Linked DNA regions of Gossypium hirsutum: region 2 is linked to region 1. A link is a contact called in public Hi-C data. All regions are on one chromosome and are shown on one strand. The core of a region is the stretch at or near the end of the contact, and the rest is flanking DNA. Distances in the headings are between cores, read along the strand shown.

Region 1 (7,115 bases), core at 1,523-4,022:
CATGCAGATACATCCCTTACAAAGTAAGATTTTGTCGGGTATGAAAATAATAGTCATCGACAATACTAAATGCATCGATCGCTGTGCTGTCGTCTTGCTTCCCACTTCTTACTTTGTCTTTACACTTTACGAAATAATATTTTTTGTTGACAATGAACATGCTTATTTCATTTAGGAAATAAAGCTCCCATTTCCATATATATATATATATTTTTTTTGCTCGATCAAGAAATAACAAAAATCAGCATTTGCAAGAATGCTGACATACTAACAAAATGAAAACATTCCCCCAACGGAATGACCCTTTCCCAAAATCCAAAACCCAAACACAACATGATAACAGCAAACTATCTCCCACCACAACCCCAATATCCCCATCTGTTAAACAAAGCTCAACACAAAAAACAAAACCAGCATAAAAGCCTCCTAGCTCCACATAAAAGCTTACCAACTCCCTGAGGAAACACATCAACAACACACCAAATTCCCTTCCAAAAATCACCACCTTGCCTTAAACAAACCAGTCCTTTTCAAACCTGTAACCGTAATTACAAAGTCCATCATGTAACCGAGCATATCCGCTTTCTAAACAGAGACAGATCCATCTCTGGACATCCTAATTTCAATTCTCTTGAAGAATGGTGCAGCAACCACGGACATTTTTATCTTTATTTGAACACCAAACTTTAAACAATAACTCCAAAAAAAACTTCACCGCGCTACTCTCAATCATAACAGAAACATTTGATGCAGCAAAACCGGAAAAACCACTACCAAACTCATTTCTCCTTTGCAACCCCACATACAAACAACCATATGGATAATACCAACCAAAAGTTGCATCTGAATGGAATTACATAGAATTAAATCAACTCTAGATCGACCAATTCCACCAAACATCACATGCAAACATAACATCATCATAACAATCTGTTTTCTTAAAAAAAACAATCCTCCCACTCAACAGCACAAAAACCTCATTTTCTTGAAGACAATCGCATACTTCCTTTTTCAAGTTATGCAATCAAAGAAGCCTTGTGAAACCATCATCAATATGACCAGTGCCACACCACGAAACATTCCAAAACAGCGATGACAAGACATTCCTTGTCTCCCATCTCGATGGCACAGAAGCTGCCCATATAACAAGTCTAAAATCCAATGCAATTTCCAATAACTCTCCAAACAATCAGCATTTCAATAAAATTTGCTGTCCATACTCTCCCAAAAAGCACTAAGGTCCCATACATCCTTGAAACACCTCCCTTCCCTGTCGCCTTCAATAATAACAGCTTTAAAAAACTCCACCCAATATTCATGAAGGCAAAAACTGTTACGTCGCTCCTTCAACTCGCCCTAAAATACACTTTGATCAGAGCAAGCATACGATGCAAAACACATTAATCAATGACTCTTACATAACATCCCCCATCCACCTACTTACCACTACTAACAACTTGACTTCACAATTAATTCAAATTGCCTCAAAGCATTCCTTAACCCATAAAGACATTACCCCACCCAGTTGATCACTAACAGACAAGAAAACAAACATTCAAAATTATCAAACACCAAAACCTCCTGAATAGTACCTTCAACAACAAACTCCAATTTTCTCTCCAAAATCTGGACGAGGTTCATCTTCACCTAGTATTAACCTCCATTACCTAATCTCCTCTCTCTCCATGACTTCGAAACTTTTTTATTAAATCTCCGCTCCTATAATTTCCTCGATAACATCTTCTTCATCACCACGAACACTGAACCCCAATTTCTTTCCGATTGCCCAAGTGTTATTTGCTTCCCTAATAAATCCCCTCATTCTGATACTAATATCTAAAACTGATAGAGATAAATTTGCAATCCTCTCATCATCCTTACTAACTTTAGAGATAAATTTGCAATCCTCTCATCATCTTTACTAACTTCCTTTCCTTTTTCCTTCTGCCTTGCTTTAACTCTCTTTTTCTCACTTTAATCGTTAAACTGCTGCTTTGAATTTCATACATAAACTGTCCCTTCTTATTCAATGTTTTCTCTTTTTTTTTTCTTGATATTGCAATGGTGTTTTATGATCCTATGCCTCATTTACTACTGATCTTCAAGCCGCATAATGTCTTCAATAACATCTCTTTCGTCTCCCCTCACACTAAGCCCCAATTTCTTCCCTAATTCCCAAGTCTGCTTAGCTTCCCTTAGAATTACCTTCCTCCTGTTACTGATATCCGAATTAGACAATGAAAGGTTCACAACTTTATCTTCTTTTCTTGACGCAGCACTGCTTTTTTCCTTTCTCCTACTTCGATCCCTCCTTTGTTTTTCTTTGGAAGACAACACCCTGTCCTGAATTACTCGCATGGAACTGATTCTTTTATTAAATTGTTTCTTCTTCCTCCTACCTCTGACCGTATTTAAGAATTCCTCTTCAATCTCCTGGCATAAGCCCCTACCCTCCGTTTCTGGGATTCCATGATTATTTGGGTAAATCTGATCTGGTAGCAGAGTATTACCCTCTCTCAAATGTTGCCCTTCCATATCTAATGAGCCCAATCCTTCATCAAAATCCACCGAACCATCATGACCCCCACTTGGGCCCAAAACCAAGGCCAACCCCATATTAGCCACATCCTCACATGCCCTATCCATTCCACTATTAAGTCTACAAGCGCCAAAATCATCTTCTGTTAAAATTCCCACGTTAAGAGCATCATGATCACCTTCATTTAATTCCCATAACATCTTCTGACAATCTTCTCCTACACTTTCATTTTCAATGACTTTTTCCTTTATTATGTCCGTCGAGACGATTAGGTTACCATTCTGCAACTTCTCCGATTCCAGGCCAATCGCTGATTCCGACTCCGACACACTTTCATTGGCCACCACCTGACTTCTTTCCTTCTGCGAAAATTTATTTTTAGATTCCTCTGACCATCTTTTCTCCCTAACACTGACCGAGAATCTGACATCTCGCACCTCTAATAATACAATCTCATCTAACTTTTGAACTTGTGAGATTGAAATCAGCATCTCAATCTTCTCAAAGCTGTTGACAAGTTTTCACCCATCGACACCAGAGTACCCCACTTTCCTGCAATCCTTTTGAACGTTTCATAATTCCAGCAGTGCATAGGAAGCCCAGATACTTCAATCCATGTAACCCTCTCAGAGAATACCATCTTTTCTGACCAAGGTTTAATGTTTACAAAGAACTCCTTCAAATACGACCATTCTCTTCGTTTCAATATATCTAAAAGTTCTTCGTCTGGAATCTCAATAAGAAAATAATTCCCTTGAATTCTCTTCACGCATATTTCACCAAGACCCATCCTCACAACTCTATCAGTTAAACTCTTCAATTCACAGAAAGAAGCCACTTCCCCTGCCAGACATTTCTGTAATTTCCACAATTGCTCATCTTCTACGTGACCTTGAACAACTTTTTCTATGTACATTTCCCCTACACCCGAACCATCACCTGATCTTCTTTCCCTCGTATTCGATTTTTGAACTGCCTCCATATCCTCTTCGACTTCCTTACTTCTTAACACATCTTCCACACTTTTCTGATTTGTTTCCTTGATAAACAATGGACTTCGTTGCTTGATAACCCTTCTCCATATTGTCCTCCTACCTTTATACCTTGCTATATTCACCCAAATTCTACTCCCAAGAATCACAAAGCCATTTAATCTTTGATATCGCCCTTTGAGCATCCGAGAAATTAGAAAATCTCACGAACCCGAATCTCTTACCACCTTTGCTTTTTTTTTCCGGGATGAAGGCATCTACCACCTTGCCGTGGTAACTGAATAGAGTCTATAACCCTTTCCAATGCATAGTCATGCATAGTCACCGGAATATTAAACACAAACAGCGTTATCTGAAAACCTCTCGATTCCATCGATCTTGCACAAATCAAAATGATATACAAATAACCCTTTGAAGACTTCTCCGAAGAGAGAATCCGACCTCTCTTCAACTCTCGTATTTGAATTTGAGTTAAGAACTTATATATATATATAATATTTTTGCTCGATCAAATATTTTATTAAGAAATCAAAAGGTTATAAGATTATAAAAATTATTAATTGCAATAATAAGATATATTATATTTCTAATTAGAGGATACGTAAATTCAAATTCTAAAAATAATATTATTAAAAAAATAATCAAACACGAATAAATCCTAAATATTAACAATAATATATGTTTACATTAATGAGGCTCAGTCACTATTTATTTAGTTTAATTATAATCTATTCGAAATAAATTTAAATTTTGTGATCGTGAAGAATTTTACTTCAATATTACTCTTGAATCGAATAAAATTAATCGAAAAACAATTGTGATTAGGGCCTTGACCCCCTTACGGAATGGTGAAATTGTTATATAAAGTCCTCCAATAATGAAAAAATTTCAAATTTTGTCCCCTCTAAAAAATAAATAATTTAATTTAAATAATTTTTACACTATTTATTTTGTCCTAAAATTTTATAATTTTATTTCGACCACCTAAATAAAATTCTTGGCTTTGCCCCTATATCTTCCTTCTTTTCTTTATTGTTATTTGGGTTTAAAACTAGGATTAAACTTCCAAGTAACAAAAAACTAATGATCAAACTTATAAAATGGGCCTCAATTTCTTTTTTAGTTTTTCATGGATTCATAAAGAAATTTTAATTGTTGAATCCAACTCGTTGTCAATTGTATTTCTAACGAGACTACAATATCAAGAAAATCTAGTTTTTAACTTGTGGTGAATTAAAATATATCTTGTTATATTAAAATTTAGTAAAATAAGTTATTTCATTATGAGAAAATTTTATATAATATTAATAAAAAAAGACATATAACAATATTCGAATTTGAATCCATAATATTTTAAACTTTCAATTTTATCACTTAAATCAAAACTTCAAAAAAATTTTATGAGATTTTAATAAACAATTGAGTATGTCACATACTCACAATGTGCGTGAGAGAAAGTTTTTTTTTCTTACAACTATAATTCAAACCAAACTATTTATGGAATAGATGAACACCTGATCAATAAACTACAATTTGGGATTCGAGAGAAAGCTTTTTGTGTAAAAATTTATTTTATTTTAAAAAAGGGTAAACAATCAAAATAGTCACTTTTGTTTGCCTCAAGTTACATTTTAGTTACTTATTTTTAAAATGTTACGTTTTAACCACTTACGTTATCGTATTGTAACATTTAGTCACTAAGCTATTAATTTTAGTTAACAGTGTAACAGTAAGCTGATGTGGCATATTAAATCATCATTTCAAACAAAAAATTTAGGTTAAATTATAAAATTAGTCCCTATATGTTTTCATTTTGAGCAATTTAATTCTTTTCTTTTATATTCTTTTAACTTTTTTTTCTCCCTTTATTTTCCATTCTTTTCTACTTCTCCTTCTATTTTCCTCCTTTCTCCATTTCTTTTAATGTAGTTTTTCAATATTTTCCATTTGTTAAAACTAGTCCTTATACTTTTATTTTTTTTGAACAATTTAATTTTTTTTCTTTCTATTTCTTTATTTGTTAAAGCCAAAAATCATTGATTACATACTCTGTGAAACCCAAAGACCATTCTTGATCACTACAAGATGAATAAAATTGATCTTATTAAATTAATCAATACTGATTCTTCTTCAATATATAATCGAACACCAAACTATATTCTACCAAAGACATTCGTAATAGGCCCATTTCTCCCGGGCCCAAAAAATTATACCAGAACCAAAAATAGAAAATTGTACACTTTTAAGAAGTTGGTCGAGAGATTTATTCAGATGGGCATTGTGAAGTTTGATAATACGCCTATTGCAGAAAATCCGTTACCTAATCATACTGATAGTGAGGTAAACATGATGGATGGAGGTATGGGAAAAAGAATCAAGGCAGATATTACGGAAGTAAAAACTTCTTTGAAATGGGTCTGGAAGGAGATGGTAAGAAGGGATTTAATTATTTTGAATACAGAAGAAAGTTGGAATGAGATAGAGAATTACTGCGAGTTTCATCATGAATGAGGGCATGAAATTCAAGAATGTGAAGATTTCAGAGCTGTTATCCAAGGCCTGATGGACAACAAGGAAATAGAATTTTATGAAGAGACTAAGGAGGAAGAGTATAATATGCGCGTCAGAATCCACGTCGAGTGTCCCGAAAGTCAATTATGCTAGTGGTTTTCTCTTACAAGGATAACAAAAGGGTCCATTGGAATTATGTTTGTAATGTGACAGTCCTAGGAAAGGAGAGTTTGGTCAGCCTGTTAAAGGAGGATCAAAACATAGGTTCTCACACACGCAGTAGAAGACGATATGATTTGACAAATGCCCAAACAGAGCCTGTAAAAGGAAAAGATGTGACTGTTGAACAAAAAAGGGGAAAAGTGGTCGAACCTGGGGTGTCTGTTAATGAACCAGTAAATGAAGAGGAAGGTAGGGAATTCTTGAAATTTTTGAAATATAGTGAGTACAGTGTGGTGGAACAGTTGTATAAACAACCAGCCCGCATATCTATATTGGCTTTGCTCTAAGTTCAGAGGTACACAGAAGTGCATTAATGAAATTGTTGGATGAGACGTACGTAACCAATGATATTTCTGTCAACAAGTTGGATCGGTTGGTTAATAACATAAGTGTAGACAACTTCATCTTTTTCAATGATGATGAGATACCACTAGGAGGTATGGGATCTACCAAAGCTTTGCATATAACCACCAGGTGTAAAGGATACACATTGCCAGGGGTTCTGGTTGATAATGGGTCGGCATTGAATGTATTGCACTTGTTCACACTAAACAGGCTACCTATGGATAACTCACATATGAAAGGATGTCAGAATATTGTGCGAGCATTTGATGGCATGGAAAGGAGAGTCATGGGAAGAATAGAAATACCTTTTTTGATTGGCTCAACTACATATGAGGTGGATTTCTTAGTGATGAATATTAAGCCCTCTTACAATTGCTTGTTAGGGAGACATTGGATACATTCAGCGGGGGCAGTGCCTTCACCGTTACTTCAGAAGTTAAAGCTAGTATCGGAAGGACGGCTGGTAACAATAAATGCTGAAGAGGATATTATTGCAGTTGTAAGTA
Region 2 (6,919 bases), core at 2,332-4,831, 49 kb after region 1:
AAAATAACATAGCAAAAGTAAACAACTCAAACTTAGGTGAAATAGACATATTAGATATAAGAAACTTGAAATTTTACACGAATAATGAAACAAACAAAAACCTAACAAGCAAATGATCTTGAACTCAACTTCAAGATACCTCTTCTGTTGAAACCAAGGGCTATTTATAGAGATTTGTGAAGAGGAAAATGGCAATACAAAGGACTTGCTAATAATAAATTTCTAAGCCTACTTTTTTGTCATCTTTTGAGTCATCTTTCACATGTTAAAAGATTACTCATTTTGTCCAAGTAAACGTCTCTCAATGGGAAAAGTCCAGGAGAGATGATTGATGGTCTACATCTTGTCTATATGTTGTAAAAATTTCAACTCCAAACTCCAATTGTGTTGGGAAATATGAGTCAACCACGAAAATGCATCAAAATTGTCCATCAATTTGAAACTTATAAATTTATCTTTACTTTTGGATTTTTTCCTGATGCATTTTGGTGTTGATATTCCAATATTTGAGTAGATCTTCAAATCCCCTTTCTGACAATATAAGGTTTACCCAAAATGAAGTCCTAAAGCTCGAGACATGATCGAAACACTAAGACGTGTTCCAACTAAAAGTTCTAAATGTGTTCAAATTATAAATTTTTAATATTTTGAGCTTTGAACTTCCACTCATCATCTTGGATCAAATTTAAGCTTAGTGCATTTGATCTCAAGGTTCCATGTATTGAGATCTTCTTCCCAAACCTGTTTACCTACAAATTCCACATGGAATTTTTTATTGAAACTAGATGCATGAAAAACACTAAAAATACACAATATTTACAATACAAACAAAAAAATTTCAAATCACCTTCATGAATTTAAAACATATAAAAATGCTCAAGAAACCAAGCAAATGTATATAATCCAAAATAATCATATGATGATGACTCATCAACACCCTTAAGGGAATATCAAGATAAAGTGAGATCAGAAGGTAATCTTATCGTGCATCCATTCATTAGTCCTGGATTAACTGGTGAGATCGAAAGATAAATCGGACATAATTTATCTAAGTTGGTAAAATTGAGATCGAAAGATAAAATAGAGCCACTTGGTAATTTATGCGATTTATGTCCTTAGTCTGACGTTCAGTGAACCACATCGAAGTCAACCAACTCCCATTAGTTAATTATTAGATAGTCCTTTTAGTTTTACACTCTTTTCAATTTAGTCCCTTTAATTTTCTTGCAAACTTATCTTGTTATGAACTGTTTTACTATAAAACTGTATTAATAGTTGCTACTCTATTGCGTAGGCTAGTTATTGCTCAACCGCCTCTTCTTATAGGTTCAACCCATTGGAATACTTCGTGTTTCATCAGAACTATAAATATTACAACAGGCATTGTACAATTGCAATAAAATCGGGCAAATATGTGATTAATGTAGGAAGTGAAATGCTAAAAAAGGAGAAGGACGTTGCTAGAGAGCAGTAGGAAGTGGCCTTGGCCTCCTTAACTAAGTGGTATATTATTATTATTATTATTATTATTATTATTATTATTATTATTATTAAGCATTTATTTTAATATATTTTTAAATAAACTTTTACCTTTAGCTCTCCAAGCTTTTCAACCCCCAAACCAATTTATTGACTTTGCCATTGGAATAGGATACAAGGATCAAGACATGACATTCATGTATAGCCTTTTGGCATGTACATCTATATGTATTTAACAAATATTTTTATTAGACCTATTCATCGATTACGCTACTTGCCCAAGCTTAAAGATTTACTTGAAATTTTGGAAAGTTTGAATAAAAATATTAGGCTAAAAAAATGAGATTAAGTAAAAATAAATTAAATCCATTTAAAATAAGAATCAAATTAGGACTCAAACATTCAAGACCTAAGGTTAGTTCAATCTGTTTTTCTATGTTTGTAATATATTATATTATGTCTTATTTGACCTGACCCATGAATGCCTCTCTAACCTTTCTCGTGTTACTATTCTAATGCAATAAATTATCTTTTATTGAACTTTTTGGTTGGGCCTATTTTTTACCCAACTCAATTGTTGATTAGCCTAAAATCTTTGGGCCTACTAATGACTCACCCCAAATACATTTAAAATATATTGGCTCATCATAACCCAATAAAATAAATCATATTAACACGGTGATTAAATATTGTTTATCTATAGAATTCATTCAATTTGAACCTCCGAAAAAGTAAGTGATAAACAATTCCCTTCAAACATTGTGCGTGGTGATAAACCATTCCCTTCAAACATTGTGTGTGAAGTGTTTAAAAATAACGATTTCGAAAATATCTATGAGAAAAGTTAAAAGAGTAGAGGAGTTTTTAAAGGGAACACTATCGGGTAGTTATCAAGCACTTTCACCATGACTTGACCCACCCCTTTGTGACCCCATGATGTTGTGTTCTATAGTGGTCTTGATTACATATTTTAATATATTAGGAAAAAGGTAATGCCAGGTTTCGTACGTTCGGATTGCATGAACCCATCATTTTCAACCATTGATTCCTTTTCTGTTCAGTGTATATAATTTGTGGTTTAGAGCTTGAAATTGTAAGAATAAACTCATTTTGTGATTATCTATACACATTAAAAATGAAAATCACATTAAAAATGAAAATAATAATAATAAATATTACAATGACTTTCTTATTGCAACTTACGGGCGGTCGGCATAAACAAGTCAAAATATAATATAATAATCGATTTCTTGTGCCGTAAGGAAGCTGAAAACTGGTTGGTGGAGAAGCTCCTACGTTGCCAATATATAAGCACCGTATGTCCGTATCTCCTCCATAACTTCGTCTTCCTTTAAATTAAATTCCTTCTTCACTCATTATTCACTCTCCGGATCATTATCAGACATCAATGGTGGCCTACCTTTATAGGATGACTTTCAAAGCACTTGTTATCACGTCGGTGTTGATTTTCGCCTGTCAACTAGCTGCTGTTGTTGCTGCACCTCGTGCGGTTCCTGCTGACCATTCGTCTGCACCGGTGATCGGCTGTAATATGAAAGGGTCTACCCCTGTTTATGGCAAATCATGTCCTCCAAATTAAATCAACTCCCTTATGGTATATTGTCTCTCTATAGGTACACATGGGTGTTTGTAGGTGTAATTACATGTTCTGGGCTTTGTTTTAGGGTTTATGGAGTTGATCTGTAATATGGGTGCACGGGTTTGTTTTTTACTATGTAATTGTTAGATTTTCGATTCAATGAAATTTCCATTCTGGTTGCTTAAAGAAAATCTGAATATGAATGAAGCCGAAGGGGACCTTCACCCCCAATTTCTAGAAATTTTCATTTTTAAATTTACTGAAATTTTTATTTTTATTTTTTGAAATTTTTTATTATAATTAATAAATCCATTAAATTTATTGAAAATTTTAGTTAAGGACTTCCCCAAACTTAGTCCAGAGAGAGATGTGATCTCTTTGGCTTCAATGTATGCATTGTACATGCAAATTTCATTTTGTTTAATCGACGTATCAGTGAAAAGTTATGGTACGTATCATAATAAGCACATTGACTGATTTAAGGTAGTTTCAGATTATCATTCACCGAATATAAATAAAATCTGCGAAATATTCGTATGGGCCCCCTCGATGCCTTTTCCTTTTTCGTACTGTTAAGCGCTTTGTCGAAGAACCCGCCGGCAACCAAACCGGACCTCCTAAGCAACACCAAGGATCCCGAACCCGACAACAAAAGAAACGTAAGAGGAACCCGCCGTCGGATTTCCTTCGGCGGCCTCACCGAACTTAAAGCAGCGCGTCAAATCCCAGGACGAAATAGGCGACAAGATCATAGAGGGTGAGATTTGTGCAAAAGGGAAGGAAGACATGGCAGTGACCACAAACGGTGGCAGGACATGGCAAAGCTCTGTATTCGGATCCTCTCCGGAACTGCTTCGGGAACCCCAAGCACTGGTAAAAGATCAAGAACAAGGGGAACAAAAGAGGCAGCTGCGACGGAAAATGTGGGATTTTCCCGGAATCGTTACAAAGCCAAAAGTGCCTCCTCCACCGCCGCCATCAAAACAAGGACCCAAGGAAACTGGTAAACCAAAAAAAAAAAGTAAAGAGAGAGGAAGAAAGATGCAACGATATTGAAAGTTCCAACAAGAGGAACAGAGAAACCCCCGCCGGAAGGAGGAGACTGGTGGCGGTGAGCGGCGGCCGGCCGCGCCGCCGACAGTAGAAACCTAGATTTTCTAGGTTATGTTTTCGCGGGCATAATAAGAGAAGCGAGAGAGGTGAAAACAAGGTAAAACGCGTTTTCCTTTGATCTGTTCCAAATTAACGATGGGTGAGGCATCCACGCAAGTCGAAGTCTGTGTTGCCACCTGTAAAGCTTTAGTATCTGTTGGTGGGTCCAAAATTTGGATCAGGCTCTTTACCCGACTCGCCTAAATATGGGTGTACTGGAATCAGATATAATTCGGGCTAAGCCCAAATTAACTCAACAAAATTTTGTTTTATAGATTAAATTAACAAAAACTTACGTATATTAACCACTAATTCAATAAAAAATATACGTTGATTGATTAGAAGTGTTTGGTACATGTCCTATTAGGTTCAGGTTTAAAATTTTTAATCTGAATTAAATTTAGATAAAATTTTAAGTCTATTTTTTAATTAAATTAGACTTAAACTTAAAAAAATAAACTTAAAAATTTGCATAAATCCAATTCAACCTAACCCATGATCAAATTTACTTATCAACAATCATCAAAAGACCTAGTAAAATTATTAACTCATTAAAGTATTTGATAACCTTATAACACTATGTCTAACAACCTCCAAGTAAAAGAAGAACAATGCTTGCAATATGCTAGAACACCAAAATTAACATTTCTAGGAAAACAATATCTTCAAAAGGGGAAATAATTACCACCCATCAAGAAAATTTTAGTTTTGAATAATTATTTGGTATATTGCAAAATTTTAATTTGAAAATGTATCTTTATAAATATAATTATATTTAATTTTGAATAATTATTTGGTATATTCCTAAAGAAAACACAAATTTTAAATATACCATAAAATTTTAATTAATATTTAACAAATAAATATATTTAATGTTGATTTATTTATTTAACTTGTTAATGTAACACCCTTAACCCGTATCCGTCACCGGATTAAGGTCACAAGGCATTACCAAACATAAGAACACAATTTCAATCATCTATACATTTGTATCAGTCATGTTCATATATATATATAACATAAGACTATTCACGTGTTAATCGAGATTATATTAATCTTGAAACATATACAAATCACATATTCAACTATTTAATGATATTCAAATACTTAATAAAAAGATAAACATTTTATTTCCTATTTCAATACAAATATAAATATAATCAATTTGAATCATTTTCGAACATTAAAAATGAAATATATCAAGCTTAAAATGCACTTACACGGCCAAACCACTTAATTTCTATTCGGTCATTTAATATATCCTACATAAGTCATTTAAACATAAGTCAAAATAAACCTCAGCCAAAACACATCGAACATCCATTTTTAACTCACTCAAATCAAGTTCATAAATCCAACACCATCTTTGTATATATTTACCATAAGATGAGATATACATATATATATATATATATATATAATACAATTTAGTTCATCATATTCAATAAACATTTATACAAGCAAATGCCGAATTACAAGTTGATTATAACTATCTCATATAACTTCATTTTATAACCGAAATTTCAAATACATTATTGTAATAATCTTCAAACCAACTCATATTACAAATTATATTCACATGAATAAGGCATTATTCACAAATAGACATATAATCAAAACATGAACTTTACATGTCATGTAATAACCATAGCAAAACAAACTTATATCATGTTCGAATTTAGCCAAACAACTTGTTACTACAAGCCATAGTTAACATATTGTCCAAATACAACCACACATTCACATATACTTTACTCTATGCTTACCATAACCGAATCAACCATGTACTCATCCAAAATGATTAAACATTTCCAAAACATAAAACACCAAACACGAACATCATTCATTCATAGCACATAACTTCATAACCAAGATAAACACAAACCATATTAAACATAACCGAACTCAAACATAAAAGATTAAAGCCATTTTTGCATGGCTCAAATTATACAAAACCAAAATCCAACATTCAAAAACACATTCCAGCGTATACATGCCATAATTCGACTTTAACTTTTAAAGATACCAAAATAGTAGATAGTGTGATGAATTTTGCTGACAGTCCCCGAGCTCGTAGCTTGACTTCAAAATCTATAAAACAGAATAAGCATGAATACACAGAGTAAGCTATCATAGCTTAGTAAGTCCTAAACAAATAAACAATCCAATGATATATTTAATTCATTTTAACTAACCGTATTACATTAACAATATCATACTAAACCTCAACCTTACAAACGAGATAATTAAGACATTTTCATAGACAATTTTCCCACTTAGCCAAATACTCACATAGTTATTTTAACATATTAACGATGAACCTCCAAAAACAAATAGTTATAATGAAACCATACACATATATACTTATATACGTAAGTTCATAAATCATAATATAACATTACATACATATATTACCTATACGCCGAATATACATGGTCACACATATGCACATAGTTAAGAATCATTTCAGTGATACTCAAATTATTTAGTCACAAGGCCGAATACACATACCAATCTCACATATATTCATCATTAGCATTACACATGACTTGTAACCAATATCAAGTTATAAACTTGCCTTATTACTAGTAGCCAACAAGCTAATTCATACCTGGACATTTAGCTCGTTTTACACATCCGTACATGATTTACCTTTGCCCGATGAGCCATTCAGAATTGGATAAGACA

Evidence for each region. A called contact is a pair of places that touch in the nucleus more often than the background predicts.
Region 2: a Hi-C map of anther shows a contact between it and region 1, with 1.8 times the contacts expected there. The contact joins two enhancer-like sites. A contact is called at or near these places in 4 of 34 Hi-C or Micro-C datasets (anther, leaf, petal and 1 more).

The regions. Positions count from the first base shown.
Region 1 is chrA08:119,415,714-119,422,828 of Gossypium_hirsutum_v2.1, forward strand. No RefSeq gene overlaps it. Among protein-coding and RNA genes, the nearest start is that of LOC121204673, 26 kb to the left of the region's middle. Within about 2 kb of position 2,773, at least 7 of the 9 cell types and tissues checked have an H3K27ac peak or open chromatin away from gene starts, as enhancers often do.
Region 2 is chrA08:119,463,495-119,470,413 of Gossypium_hirsutum_v2.1, forward strand. No RefSeq gene overlaps it. Among protein-coding and RNA genes, the nearest start is that of LOC121205563, 7.3 kb to the right of the region's middle. Within about 2 kb of position 3,582, at least 6 of the 9 cell types and tissues checked have an H3K27ac peak or open chromatin away from gene starts, as enhancers often do.